Regions from separate parts of the Mus musculus genome. Here region 2 is linked to region 1. A link is a contact called in public HiChIP or PLAC-seq data. All regions are on one chromosome and are shown on one strand. Each heading gives the region's core, a stretch centred on a gene start, on an enhancer-like site or on the middle of the called end of the contact. The rest is flanking DNA. Distances are from core to core; before and after follow the strand shown.

What was found. HiChIP or PLAC-seq counts read pairs in DNA pulled down with a chosen protein or histone mark.
Region 2: a contact with region 1 is called in an H3K27ac HiChIP or PLAC-seq map of embryonic stem cells, with 10 read pairs. The contact joins two enhancer-like sites. A contact is called at or near these places in 3 of 39 promoter capture datasets (the 3T3-L1 cell line, cranial neural crest and frontonasal cranial neural crest), 2 of 484 Hi-C or Micro-C datasets (B cells and the G1E-ER4 cell line), 4 of 115 datasets of contacts at active chromatin or transcription factors (embryonic basal ganglia, embryonic stem cells and stem cell-derived neural progenitor cells) and 2 of 9 other capture datasets (adipose tissue and pancreatic islet).

What each region holds. Positions count from the first base shown.
Region 1 is chr1:133,117,117-133,119,628 of GRCm38.p6, forward strand. No RefSeq gene overlaps it. Among named protein-coding and RNA genes, the nearest start is that of Ppp1r15b, 13 kb to the right of the region's middle. Within about 2 kb of position 1,260, at least 56 of the 459 cell types and tissues checked have an H3K27ac peak or open chromatin away from gene starts, as enhancers often do. A contact at or near this core is called in embryonic stem cells, where this site is marked.
Region 2 is chr1:133,339,307-133,341,818 of GRCm38.p6, forward strand. No RefSeq gene overlaps it. Among named protein-coding and RNA genes, the nearest start is that of Ren1, 10 kb to the right of the region's middle. Within about 2 kb of position 1,260, at least 5 of the 459 cell types and tissues checked have an H3K27ac peak or open chromatin away from gene starts, as enhancers often do. A contact at or near this core is called in embryonic stem cells, where this site is marked.

The sequences.
Region 1 (2,512 bases), core at 10-2,509:
GCATCAGATCTCATTACAGATGGTCATGAGCCACCATGTGGTTGCTGGGATTTTGAACTCATAACCTTTGGAAGAGCAGTCAGTGCTCTTAACCGCTGAGCCATCTCTCCAGCCCCGGCAATATGTTTTTTATTATTATATCTAAGTACACTGTAGCTGTCTTCAGACACACCAGAAGAGGGTGTCAGATCTCATTATGGGTGGTTGTGAACCACCATGTGGTTGCTGGGATTTGAATTCAGGACCTTCGGAAGAGCAGTCAGTGCTCTTAACCACTGAGCCATCTCTCCAGTGGCAATCTCTTCTAATTTTTTGGCTCATTCTCATTTTCTTGCTCCTTCTGTCTTTACCTGTATCTAGCTTGTTCTCGCTTCAACCTGTCTCTATTAAGCTCTCCCAGTAAAACTGCCTCCTTTTTCCTCTCTGAGCTGCTCTGCTCTCCCTCTCAACTTTACTGTACTGCTCTCCATGAACTCTACTGTATTCCTGTGCTACACTCTCTCCTTCCTGTCCTGTCTGTCTTCCCTTTCCTCTCTCTTCTCATGAGAATTGGACGGACACATCCTATTCTGTCAAATCTTTCTCTGACTTATCACTTTGTCTGCTACTCAATTAGACATTGATTTCAAACATGGGTGCTTCATTCTACAAACTAACTTTACATTCAATGTTTGGGATTAAAGGAGTGTACTAAGGGCATGTCTATATACCAGCCAGAAAGATCAAAAGTGTGTGCTAAGGGCTGAGCCACACCCTAACCAGAAACAGATTCAAATATCCTGTAACACAGACTATTATACCCAAGAAAACTATCAGTCACAGGTTGCTTTAGGGTTTTATTGCTTCAAAGAGACACCATGACCATGGCAACTCTTATTTTTTGTTTGTTTGTTTGGTTTTTTTTTTGTTTTTCCAGACAGGGTTTCTCTGTATAGCCCTGTCTGTCCTGGAACTCACTCTGTAGACCAGGCTGGCCTCAAACTCAGAAATCCGCCTGCCTCTGCCTCCCGAGTGCTGGGATTAAAGGCGTGCGACACCAGGCCCGGCGCAAAAAAAATTTTTTTTAATTGGAGTGGGTTTACAGTTTTAGATCTTTAGTCCATTATTGTTATGGCAGGAAGCATGGCAGCACACAGGCAGACATGGTGCTGGAGAAGTTGCTGAGAGCTCTAGATTCCAGATCAGCAGGCAACAGGAAGTGAGTATTACACTAGACCGGAGTTTGAGCATTTGAGATCTCAAAGCCCACCCCCTAGTGACTCACTTCCTCCAACAAAGTTCCACCCACTACAGCAAGGCCACACCTCCTAATAGTGCCACTCCCTATGGCCAAGCATTCAAACACTTGAGTCTCTGAGAGCCAATCCTATTCAAACCACCACCAGAGTGAAGAGAAAAAACAGCTTCTCATGAGAAAAGCCGGCTAGAAGAATTCATGGCCATTGATCAAGTCTCACAGCAGATACAGAAAGAAATACTACAGACTAAAAATAAGAATAAACACATTCCAAAAGCTACTGGGAACTGAATAAGCAGCATGAAGAGAGTCGTTAAGAGAACTAAGAAAACCCTTGACCCGGCAAATATCTGTGTGCAGATATGTGCATGAATCCGTGGACGATGTCAGTGCCTCTGGAGCTGGAGTTGCAGAATATGTGCCACGCATTGAGGGTGATGGGAATATATCCAGTTCTCTGCAAGAGCAGAACAGTTAGATATAGTGACACACATCTGTAATCCCAGCATTAGGAAGGAAGAGGCAGGTGGATCTCTGTGTGTTCAAGGCCAGCCTGGTCTACATAGACAGCTCCAGGCTATCCAGAGCCACCCAATAACAACCTGTCTCACACACCCATGCACACATGCACACGTCACCATGCAAGCACTTGCAGTGCATGCTCTTATTTACTGAGTCATCTCTCCAGTCCTATTCTTGCCTTCTCTTTAAGCCACACTTTGTGGCTGGAGAGATAAGACAGAGATTATGAGCACTTGCTGCTCTTCCAAAGGACTCGGGTTTAATTATTATCTGTAACTCCAGTTTCAGAGGCCCGGACTGTCTCTCCTGGCTTCTGTGGGCAGCAGGACACCTGTGGTGCACAGACATACAGGCAGGCAAAATACCCATACACATTAAAAAGAAATCTAAATTTCATGTCAAGACATCAAAGATGGGGGTCACTGGACCTCTTTGCCTCCCTTCCTGATGTATGTTATATTCCTAATGTGGTTAAACTGAATAATTGCCTGCTTTTTCTTATTGCTTTTTTTTTTTCAATTGGCCTACTGAGGCTAGGTGGTCAAATCTGGTTTGTTAGGGCTTCCAGGGTCCAGGCTCTGACCACAAGAACTACAGTAGGTTTGTGTATCCCTTGATCTTGTGCTAGATCTCCTAAGCAACGTGCAACAGTCTCTTAGCATGATGGTTGATAGTTTTAGGGTGTCTTAATGGAGTTGTTGTCAACCTTGGAAAGTAGATACGTCTCATTGATCCTGCCAGCAATCACACACT
Region 2 (2,512 bases), core at 10-2,509, 220 kb after region 1:
GTACTTACATATAATAAATAAATAAATCTTTAAACAAACAAACAAAAAAAGATACCCTTAAATTGGGTAATATTCTATATAATTCTTATCTAGAAACCAGACTTATAAAAGATTGGATTTAGGGCAGTGTCTCTTTGAGACATTGGAGGCTGCTGTACCATCTTGTATTCGTGTGCAGGAACGGGCAGCCAAACTTTGTAGCATGGAGGTGATTCACCTGGTGTTTTTGGAGACTGGTTTGTTGGAGGTTGAGTCTTGCTTTCCAAAGTTCTTGCTTGCTCTGAGCTGCCCTCTCAGAATGACCCAGGGTCGCTAACTGCAGTTCAAAAGTAGAGACACTTAAAAACTTTGTAACATGTAAGTAATGCTTTTAGTATTGATTTTAAAGAGAATGGATTGTTTACACTGTTAAAATTGGGTTTTGCTTTCCAGAATTGTGGTTGTGCTCTGGTATTACAAGAGAAACTTAAAATTATGGTTAAGCTGCCAGTGCTCCATTGGCTGCAGTTTGCAGGTCAAGCACAGGCTCAGGATTCTGACTCGCACATATTTTTAATTAAGAAAAAAATCTGGCAGGTGGAAATTGTTGCAGGGTTTGCGAAAGGCTAATGAAACTACGAAACTTGTAGAGGCATTACAATCTGGCCTGCCTACTCCATATATAATTATTATGGATTTGGAAGATTGGCCTGTATGCTTTTGCATCTTGACGATTGTAAAGGTTGCTTGCATTTAGTGTGTTTGCTTGTAATTTTAAAGAGCCCATGAACCAGTATCATTGGAAAGTTTTGCCTCAAGGAATGGCTAATATCCTTTCATTGTGTTAAAAAAAAAAGTCTCTGCTTCAATTCAAGAAGTTAGGACTTTGAATCTTTCAGTGTATATTCATCATATTTTATTAGCTGATCCCCCTGAAGGAGTTTTACTGCAAACCTTTGCTTTAAAATTTTGGGGAGTAGTTGTTGCTCCAGAAAAGATTCAAAGGCAATGTCTTTTTCAATATTTGGGGCCTCGTTCTTGTCAGAACAACCTAAGACAGGCTCAGCCTTGTTTATAATTAAAAGGGGGGAGATGTGGAGAGCCTTTTGGGGAGCTACTTGGCAGGAATCTGCCATTGGCCAAGGACAAGGAAATGGGCTTCAGGCAGGAATCTGACATTGGCCATGACAAGGAAGTAAGCTTGGCAAGAATCTGACAATGGAGCAAGACAAAGAAGGTCGGGCAGGGACCTGACTTTGGCCAAGGACAAGGAAGTAAGAATCTGGCTTTAGGGTAGAACAAAGAAGTAGGCTCAGATATCATGATCATCCTTAGAAACAGCTATCACTGAGTGATCATGGGGCTTTGTGTTTATTGCCTTGCTTGTTCCTTGACTATTGTCTTGCTTGATTCCTCTTTGTACTACTCTCCCTTAATACTTGCATGTAATTAAAATGGTATAAAAAGCAGATTGGGAAAATTAAATTGCCTTCAGTCTCAGATTTGACTAGGGTCACACGGCAGCATTTTCTAATTGTCTCTTTCTTTTCAATCCTCCCTCCTGCGCTGGAGAACCTGTTGGCTGACTAAGCTGGGCTTGGTCAATGGATGAAGCTTGGTCCCCAAACAGGAGGACTGGCTGAAAATTCCATGTGAAGCTCTTAGGCTTCCTGAGTGTAGTACTCTGCTTACCCCCAGCCTCCACACCAGTCAGTCCTGCTAGCTAGGTGAAGGAAGAGGGGAATAGCCCTATCCAGGCAGAGATGAATGGCTGTGGAGAGGGACTGTGTGGATTCTTAGGTGAGGCCTTTTCTTTCTCTGTTCCAGGAAGCCAAGCAGGCAGCAAGGTTTATATTCCAGGACAGGAGATGACAAAACCCAGGGTAAAGATCTTCCAATATTAGAGAGTGCTCCAGAGAATGCTGTATAGATCCTACAGTGGACATCCCCAACCCCCACCCCCAGAGTATTGCTAGGGCAGTTTCCAGACCCTTCTACCTAGTTCTTAACCCTGAGTAGAGCAGTAAGGTAGCATGGGAGACCCAAAAAAGCCCAAGAAGACCAAAGCAAACAGAAAATAGAGGTCAGAAAGTGTAGAGGAATATGTGTGTGTGTGTGTGTGTGTGTGTGTGTGTGTGAGAGAGAGAGAGAGAGAGAGACAGACAGACAGAGACAGAGAGAGACAGAGAGAGAGAGAGAGAGAGAGAGAGAGAGACTCTGCATAACCTTGGCTTTCCTGGAACTCACTTTGTAGACCAGGCTGGCCTTGAACTCAGAGATCCACCTGCCTCTACCTCCTGAGTACTGGGATTAAAGATGTGTGCCACCACTGCCCACTGGACATTTTTAATGTATAGCTAAAACATGAACTTTACCATGATAACTATTGGTGAGTGGGCAGCTCAGTAGTATTAAGAATATTTCCATTTTTGTGCACTGAACCTTTTCATCTCAAAGATAGTATTTAAAAATCATTCTATAATTAATATCTTACTGAGGAGAGATAAAAGAGAAATTTACATCTACAAAAATA